2 separate regions of the Zea mays genome follow, and region 2 is linked to region 1. Evidence: chromatin contacts called from public Hi-C data. All regions are on one chromosome and are shown on one strand. The core of a region is the stretch at or near the end of the contact, and the rest is flanking DNA. Distances in the headings are between cores, read along the strand shown.

Evidence for each region. A called contact is a pair of places that touch in the nucleus more often than the background predicts.
Region 2: a contact with region 1 is called in a Hi-C map of bundle sheath, with 4 times the contacts expected there. The contact joins the promoter of LOC100273561 here to the promoter of LOC100194061 in region 1. A contact is called at or near these places in 4 of 25 Hi-C or Micro-C datasets (bundle sheath, ear, endosperm and 1 more).

Annotation. Positions count from the first base shown.
Region 1 is chr7:130,184,839-130,189,717 of Zm-B73-REFERENCE-NAM-5.0, reverse strand. It overlaps LOC100194061 (nucleoporin p58/p45), which reads left to right and starts at 1,546. Exons shown (of 6, transcript NM_001139117.1): 1 at 1,546-2,037; 2 at 3,235-3,349; 3 at 4,083-4,505; 4 at 4,775-4,879. The coding sequence starts at 1,679.
Region 2 is chr7:130,368,384-130,373,275 of Zm-B73-REFERENCE-NAM-5.0, reverse strand. LOC100273561 reads left to right here and starts at 2,742. Exons shown (of 3, transcript NM_001147979.2): 1 at 2,742-3,706; 2 at 3,803-4,031; 3 at 4,131-4,813. The coding sequence starts at 2,880. The coding sequence ends at 4,295.

The sequences.
Region 1 (4,879 bases), core at 297-2,796:
CTATTATTTTTATTAATGTTTGGTATTTACTTATATCTAGTAATTGCTAATAAAATTTTGACCAACTACTTAAAAGCAATGCTCAGCTTTAACCCATGTTGTTGATTAGCCTTACACATCACATGAACTCCCACATTTGGTGAGTTCATGCCACTGGTTCCCCACAACTTGTTGAGCTATGATCATGTGTGAACTCACCCTTACTGTCTCACACCGCCCACAGGAGAAGAACAGGTGGTTCAAGTGGAGCCACGTATCGAGGAGTTCGATTCGATCTAGGTGGTGTCTCCCAGTTGACTTTCCGCGCCAAGGATGGATTTTAGATCATGTTATATTTATCTTTTATTTTTGTAAGTCTTCCGCTATGTAATAAGTACTCTGATTATTGTGACATTTATCTCTATACACTCTGTTATTATATATGTTGTCTTCTTTGGCGCATGTATGAGATGCACCCGGCTTTGTCTCTTAAAACCGGGTGTGACATCAAAAGAAAAGTCCAACACTTGGTGAGGTGCACATGCAATACGCAAACACCAAACACACATGCCAGTATGTTTTTTATTTGTGGATAAGTATTTATTTGTCGTTTTGGTTTTCTCGCTAATGTGTATCATATCTTTTGTATAGACCTATCACTATCACTATGACAGATTAGAACAATATCACGATCCTTCCAACAGGCCCGAGTACTATCACTATGATTTGAGTCGAACATGTGAATATTGTGAAATAATTTGACCTACGTGTCGTTGCCTCGTTGGAGAGTTGTAAAAGAACTTGTATTTGAGTATTGCGAAGTTCGTTGGTTGTTTGTTGCATAAGAACTGGAGTTTGTGGTTGCATATATTTGTTGTATGTTATTTTGGTGAACACATCTCTTGTGGATCAATTAATATTTACCGTGCAATGTGAATTGAGCAAATTATAAATAAATTCTGTCAAAAAATTCCATTTTATGTAAAAACAGCGAAACTGGTTCGTTTCGTGGTAAACCGACGGTTTAGAGTGGTTTTTCGTCGTTTTTCACCGGTAAACCGGTCTGAATTCAAATTTATTTGAATTGGTACCGACCGGTTTTTACTAGTTTTCACCGGTTTAACGGCGGTAAACCGTTACCAGTGAGTAACAGTTTTTCTACCCGAGACAATTTTGTAAACCTGGATCGGACGCAGGATACTGGGAAAATGGCATAGGAATTCTACAGAAATTAGTTAAAAACATAAAAAACGTAGGATTCAGAAATTAGTAATTCAGTAATTCAGACATAGAAGGTCTAAACTTCAGTACCTTTTTATACTAATGAGTAATATAACTTTTAGAGTTTAAAGTAGGGGTTTTTTAATTTGGTGCCCTCAGTTTTGGTAGTGTGCTTACTTATACTTTTAGTCGTGTTTTTTCTCAGCTGTGTCCTTCTGTTCTATAGCATTGGAAGAGCACAACTGAGAAAAACACGATTAAGGGTATAAATAAGCATACCACCAAAACTGAAGGCACAAATTTAAAAAACCCTTTAAGGTAAGGGGGCCAAGGGCATCGGCTTCCGGTTTTCTAGTTCCAGGGTTTAAAGAGCTCGCCGAGCCCGTCGTGCGCCGGCCCAGCAAGAGCCCACTACTTTCCGCCATCGTCATCGCCGTCGACATCGCCGGCGCCGACCTCTCCGTCTCCGCGCGCGGCAATGGCATTCTCCTTCGCCTCGCCGCCGAACCCCTTCCAGACGCCGGCTGCGTCGAATCCCTTCCAGACGCCAGCTGCGTCCAACCCCTTTCAGACGCCGGCGGCGCCGAATCCGTTTCAGACGCCGACTCCGGCCACCTCACAGGCGCCGTCCCTATCGCCCTCGCCGTTCCAGTTCAGCTTCCAGCCGCAGCCGCAGCAGCAGCCACAGCAGCAGGTGGCGCCGGCGGCGCAACCTCAGCAGCCGCAGCCACAGCATCAGAAGCTGATGCTGTACACGACGGATATGAAACCCGCTGGGTACAACACCAAGTGGGAGGAGCTGCACGCCGAGTCGCAGAAGGCTTTGCTCCAGATCGAGTAGGGTTCTTCCTCTGAATATTTACTTTTCCCTTGTCTGCTTTTCTTGCAAAGGAGCGCGGTTATTGCTTAGATGGAATCATGGAACTCATTGTCGATTTAGACCCACAACTAGAATTGCTCCACCCAATTAGCAGAAGTACATGATTACTAGGCCAAATTAGTGGAATGTGCTCCCGATTGATTCTTTACGGTGAAATGAGTGTGATTTAAATTGAAGGTATTGGTAGATGACGTATCTAAGCTGTTCAGCCTGTTCTCTTCCTACATGGGGCTATTTTTTAAATTTGAGGCTGCTGCCATTTTCCATTGTAGTAAAGTTTTGGTTTCTGGACGGAATGATACATCTTGTATTCCATGATTAGATTTTCTGTTGAGGGTGGGCTTATGTTGTGTTTGATGTTCTCGAGGCAATCCTCAGAGTCTTAGCCTCAATGGTCAAGGGCTTGCAGTTCCTCTCCATTTTTTGTAATATGTTGCATACATTGGGTTTATTGGAGCATTTGATGTTTCAGTTGTGCACTATAAATTTGATGGTCCTTCTTCTCGAATGCTATACACCAATAACAAAGCAACACAATCGTTAATGGATAAGGACCTTCGTCCTTCGAAACATTATTTCCCTTCGGATATAATGATTTTTGGACGAAGGTCATATCTTCATCATCTCGATAAATGAATACATATAAAAAGACATAAAACATATAAGAATGTAAATAATGGCAGCATAGAAATGGATTATTAACATTCTTATTTCACTTTATAAACATAAATAAATGCTCATAATATTTATGCTTTATTGATACCTTCGTTTCAACAGAAGGTGATAATGTGAGGGACGCGGGAACAATTACAATGCAGCATGAACAGTGCATGTGTACTGTTCATCTATTTATAGGCACGTGACGCAGCCCGGACAAAATTACATTTGTGTCCCTGATAACTAATTATGATCATAATATAGACTAGCAAGGACCATACAGTCTTTTCCTCTTTAAGTCGGTATCGTCCTTCGTCTTTAGCATGACACCAAACCTAAGCTCTTCTAATTGTAGCTTCGGCTTATATCTTCATATCACATCTGTCCTTGTACTGTCCCGACGAAGGTGTTTTTGCTTAGACGACCTTCGGCGGAGAAGAAGACCCCCAACAAAATTGTTTCCATGATGTTTTTCTTCCTTAACTGTGGTTTTGCAGGGACAAGGTACGAGACTACAGAGACGAGTGTGAGAGGTTGGATCAGTGCAGTCGCCTTTATGACTCCTCAATCTCAAATGTAAATTTTGAGCTTGATGCAAGTCGGATTGTTCAGGTTCGGATATTTCATCAGGATCTTCACCTTTACTAGATTTTCTTAGCTTTTAGTGCATGATTGATTGTTTTTGTCACGCTCCACAATCCAGAAATCACTGTAGTCTTGGCTGATAGCATGATAGGCATTCTGAAAGAGCACAAAGTATTTTTCTAGAATTTGTTATATCATTGCAAACAGACAAGAGTCACCTGTAGACCTTCTATGAATTTTAAGGTTCATGAGTTAGTGATCTATATCTTTGATATAGTGTCCCCTGACCCCCCGACAACTGCAGACTTCAAAACCCTCTTCCATTTCTTTGTTAGGTGAATTTCTGAAAGATTAAACCTTCTCCACTTTCCACAAATATGTGATCTATCATATAAGTCTATTAGATATAGGCTTGTTCTAATGGTTTAGTTATGTCATGAACAAGGAAAACTTATGTTGCAACTGAAACTTCATAGAAGCTAGTAAGAATAGAAGCTTCATAGTTTGACTACGAAGTTTTCCCATGATAGTGCAGTTATAAATCTAATAAGATCATGGTGGGTTATTTAGTGCAAACTTGCATCCAACCTGAATGTTAACATGCCTTTTAAAGTAATTTTGGTTGGTAGCTGGGAATTGATGTACCAATGCTGAATATTTTATTTTGTATACAATTGTAGTGCCATAGTGGTAGGCTGGCCTGGGTCTGTTCTAGCAGGATCTTGGATCCATTAGTGATATTTGTTGTCTACTCTAGCAGGAACTTGGAGGGACCACCACTGTAATGGAGAGAGAGAAGGCTTCCATTCAAGAGTTGATGAATGTTGTCAATGAAATGATGTGGAACACGGAATTTGCTATTAGGTCGTATCTGATGTTGAGGCCAAGATTCACCCGTACAGGTGCTGGAGTTGCAAATGGTGGTTCTTCAAATCCTTCTGCTGGTGCTCCACCCAATCAGCCAGTGTTAGATTTCTACAGTGGAGTCCCAAAGCGCCCTTCCATTTTTATGCAGCACACTGTCAATAGGTTTGAGTGCTATCTTGCGGAGTGTTGCAAGTGGATTGGGGAGCTAGAGCAGCTGGTTCAAATTGAGACAAATAAAATATCATCAGATTCTCTAGATTCTCTTCCAAAAGTTATGTCAAATGTGCATGATTACTTCATCTATGTTGCTTCTAAGGTAAGCTTGCTCAAAAAAGAGGTTATATAAATAAATAAATTCAGGATAATTTTTGCTATGAAATATACTTTGATGATGTGCCATGTCTAACAATTATTGCTTTCTTATGATGAGTCAAATATAAAACCCTTAACTGATTTAACATTTAGAAGTTGCAACGTTGCTGTGAACAAAATGAGAAGCCATTATTTGTTATCATTTACTACTAAGCTAGTAAGCTTAGTATCGCCTTCATACTAAGGGGTTTCCTTATCTTTGCTATTTTTCAGGTGGAAAATCTTCATCAATATGTTGAATCAATGAAAGCTGAATATCTTAATGAACAACGCCGCAACGGCAATGGGAGCAATCCATTTCTAGAGGCAAACAGACGA
Region 2 (4,892 bases), core at 1,493-3,992, 180 kb before region 1:
GACGAGTTGGTTCAGACAGGAGCCCTAGTCCATGTAGTGCTGATCGTGGTATTACTTGAAACGTGTTACAACTATGTGCTTATGTGAAGTTGTAAAGATATGGAATAATGTTTGAATGGGGGTTGTTGCCTTTTTATAGTCCAAAGATAGACGTTACAATGAGGACTAGTATTCTAGTGGGTGGAGTTTGGCCTCCTGCTTCTCGGCCTCGTACCTCCTATGGAGTCGCCTGCCGAGGCGTGCATCGTCGTCAGGTATGGTGTCGTGTCCCGTCCGCTTCCCTGTTGCTACTCCGATTTAGACGTGGCGGTGCTTGGCGGGTGGCGGTGTTTTGACCCGACTGCGCACCACGTGGTTACTCATGTGATGCTTTTGGATAGCATGGCGTCGTTGACTGTGACTCGATGATACGTGCAGGAGCTCATCAGTGTTGGTGAGCAGATAATTGGAGGGGATTCATGAAGGAGAAATCCACTTACTATTAAATTTTGAAAAGAGAAAAGATTTTTTTCATAAATCCCTCCAATTCACTAAACCAGTCCTCACTAGGCCGACAAGTACTCGTTGCCCTTTAACGTGCGGGCTTGCCGTCCCTCTTTCGGTTACTAAGGCCCTGTTTGAATCCACTTATTTGGGAGCTTTTCATCCAAAATAAGCAGAAGTGGTTTCAAACACCTAGCTTTTTCCGAGCTTCTTCTAGCAATAGCTTTTCTAGAATAACTGGCGGAACCCATAAGCCAAAAGCCACCACCGAGCGGCTTCTCTAGTGGTTTTTTTTTTTTTTTTTTTTGCCCCACGCGCGCCTCTTCTCTACCGAGTTTGCACACTACCGATAGCACGCCTCCCCTTGCCCCCTATCATCAGCGCCACACATCCCCATTGCCAACGCCGCACCTTCCCGGCCGCCAGCGTCGCACCTCCCTCCACCACCGCCGCCGCTCGCTAGCTTCCCCTGCCATTAACGCTGGGCACACATTTCTCGTCGCTGCCGCAATCACCTCCCCGGCCGCCAGCGTCGCGCCTCCCTTCACCACCGGCGCCGCTCGCTAGCTTCCCCTGTCGTTGGCGTCGGGCACCTGCCGCAGCCACCGACGACAGCTCCTGCTCCTCCATTTTCGCAGTCGTCACACGCGCCTTTTAAGCTGTTGAGCAGGATGGTGAGAAGCTATACCAGACTGTTGGCTTTTTTCAAGCTTCTTCAATAAATGACTTTTCTCAGTAGCTAAGTAAGCTTATCAAACGAAGCTCTTAAAAATGAGTGAATCCAAATGGGGCCTAAGTCCTCTAGGTATACATGTACATGTGGGCCGGCCAGGTCCGGCACGGCACAGGTCCACAAAAGCACGACACACAAAGGTACGACCTACAAAAGCACATATCTAATTATGGGCTATGCCGTGCCAGCACGTGTGCTCAGTCATCGGCCCACGGCACGGCCCACAATTAGTTATGTGTGTCATGCTGGCTCAAATAGCACAAAATACCTTAATGTGCCAGACCGGCCCATGTACATACAATAGTAATATATCAACAAAAATATAAAATATATATATGACCAAAATAAAACTAAGATGTTTTGGGAAGCACATTATAAAGCTTTGGTTAGAAAGAAAAAATATTACAAATAGCTCACAAATAATATTCAGTTATTTGTTTAGTGTTTAATTGAGTACTATACATTCATACAAAATACATATACAATGATCATCATCACTATTCACTATCCATATCTAGGTATTAGTTCTCGATAGCTTATTGAAGCTCTAGATTCTCCAAGTTATGCTAGTCATGTAGACTTTAATGGACCTTAGTTAAATACTGAGTCTATATTTAGTGGGTCTCGGTGGGCCTTAGTTAAATGGGTCGTGTCAGGCCGACCCATGGGCTTGACTTGAGGCCCAGGCACGGCTAATGTGGGCCGTGCCGGCCCAGGCCCACAATTAGATTGGGCCGTGTCAGGTATGGACCGTGCCAGAAATTATGTGTTTTGGGTCGGCCTATTAGGCATAGCACAAATGTACACCTATGCCTCTAGGATCTTGATACGGAAAAGTTTAAATGTTATTTATAATTAGGATCGTTTATTGATGGATCGGAAAATAACTATTTCTACAAGTTCAGTTGTGAGGTATAGTTTTACTTTTTTTTTGCTTTTAATGTAAAAATGAAAAGGCTACCTTCTGTCGTAGGGTCCCCAGCCCAACCCGGCAACCACCAATCCGTTGCCCGCGCCGGCCTGGTCCCGGACTAGGAAAAAAGCACCCGGCGACACGTGCCCAAAGCTTGGACACACTCACGTCACCGCACAAAACGACGCCTCCTTCGCTCCCTCTATTGCCAGATCCGAATTCGGTGGGCGCCACCTCGACCCACTGACAGCCTCCCCTCCCCTCGTCTTCTCTTCCCGGCTTGCAGCCTGTGCGGTGTGCAGTCTGCGCAAGCGGCCAAGCGCCACCAGAGAGCGGCCAAGCTCCCACAGCCCAACCCCTCCGCGCGCGTCTCCCGCCCAGGCCAACCAAACAAAGTCCGTTAGCCGCGACCGCGAGACCACCCGCCCGGGCCGCGGCGCAGGAAGCGCCAACATACCCCGCCGATAGGGCCCACGCGGCAGTGAGACGGGACGGGACGGTCTGCGCTGCGCACGCGGAGCTGGTCACACCTCACCTCCCTGGCTCCGCCTTCCCCTTCCCATCCCACCCGCGGTGGTTATAAGAGACCCCTCCGCCCCGTCCTCTCTTCTCTCCGCTCCACCCACTCCCGCTCTGCTCCCGTCGATCTGCCATCCTCTGCCTGCCCCGCTTGCTCCGCGCGTCTGCTCTAGTGATTTGAGACGGAGATCCGCCAGAGATCGAGGAGCCGGAGAGCGGCGTCGACGAGGGATGGACGTCCACGGCGGCGGAACGGGAGCCGGCAAGCTGACGCGGACGCCGTCCTCGCTGCTGCGCTCGCCAACGGTGCGCAACTGCTCCTCGTTCCAGGCCGTGGTTGTCGAGGACCCGGAGCCCGACGACAAGAAGGCACAGGCGCACCCCAAGCCTCCGCCCCACCACTTCCACCCCGGCGGCGGCTCCAACCACCCGCTGCTCGTCCTCGTGCTCCCGCTCGCCTTCCTGCCCCTGCTCCTCCTCCTCCGCGGCGGCGACGGCCGCCACCTCGCCCTCCTCGCGGCGTCCGCGGCCGCCGCGCTCGCCGCCGCCGCGGGGGCCGCGCGCCTGCTCCGGGGACGCCTGCGCCGCTCGCCGGGCTCCGGCTCCGTCCAGTGGTTCATCGGGGACGACGACGACAAGCCGCAGAAGCGGGCGGACAAGGCCGCCGCGGCGCCGCACGGCCGCGTCGTGCGCGAGGGCGTCGAGTTCTACAGCAATGGGGACTGCTACGAGGGCGAGTTCCACAAGGGAAACTGCAACGGCAGCGGCGTGTACAACTTCTTCGGCAAGGGCAAGTACGAGGGCGACTGGGTCGACGGCAAGTACGACGGCTACGGCGTCGAGAGCTGGGCGCGGGGCAGCCGGTACCGCGGCCAGTACCGCCAGGGGCTCCGCCACGGCCACGGCGTCTACCGCTTCTACAGCGGCGACTGCTACGCGGGCGAGTGGGCCGGCGGCCAGAGCCACGGCATCGGCGCGCAGACCTGCTCCGACGGCAGCTCCTACGTCGGGGAGTTCAAGTGCGGCGTCAAGCACGGCCTCGGGAGCTACCATTTCAGGTGAGCGCTTACCGAAAAAAAAATTCCTCGGCAATCGCTTGAACCGCGAACCCTCGGGTCGCTAATTACCGGTCTCGCTGCTCAAATCTGTTCCAGAAACGGTGACCGTTACGCGGGCGAGTACTTCGGGGACAAGATCCACGGCTTCGGCGTCTACAGCTTCGCCAACGGCCACTGCTACGAAGGCTCGTGGCACGAAGGCAAGAAGCAGGGATTCGGGATGTACACGTTCCGGAACGGCGACAAGCGATCGGGGGACTGGGATTCTGGGACGCTCAAGACCCCCTTGCCCCCGGCCGATCCTTCTGTCCAGCGAGCCGTACAGGTAAAACAGACAGCGGTTTTCCTGTGCGGCTAAAATCCACCCACCTTCCGTAAATCTTAACAGTGGCCGTTGCGCGTTCCTCTTTGTCCTCCCACCCAGGCTGCACAGCGAGCTGCAGAGAACGCGTTTCGCTTGCCTAGAGTTGATGAGCAGGTCCACAGGGCGGTAATGGCCGCGAACAGGGCGGCCACGGCCGCTCGAGTGGCGGCGATCAAGGCAGTCCAGAACAGGATGGATGGGAAGTTTTGTGAGACCTATGTGTGAATTGCTGTGTGCGAGACCATGTTTCGCTCTCTCTCTCTCTTTCTAACTGTACATTAGGGTAGTGAAGGACAATAACTAATCAGTGAGGTGAGACGACGACCGGGGCAGCACAACCGCGCGCTTCCGAGTCAGGGTTCAGCAACGAGACGACGGGAGCCTGTCTGACGAAGAGCGGAGCTGGCAGAAACCATTTGCGAGAAACGGCCATATCGCCATGGCTGTCGGAGGGGTTCCCTCGCACCTTTCCTTGCAACAAGCTGTAACTGTACATAGATCCAGGCGGTGTATCAATGGTGGAGAGCGAGTTTTTTCTTCTTCTTTCCAGTGCCCTTCTCAGTTTTCATTTACTCCTCAATTATGTCTCAGTAGGGGGGATGTGTGCAGGGCACTGGGGCCACTGCTTACAGTCACAGGAGTCTGTTAGCTTTGCATCTGCGTCTCCATTTCTCCAACCTAAATCTTGACCGCTTCTCCCATGTGCAGTGATTCTCCGTTTGCAAATGTACTTGGAGGTGCACATGGGGGAAGGACTGTAAATCTCCCCGCTTGTCCTGCCCTGCAATGCAACCCAAGCGTCTCTGGTCTGGCACAGATGGC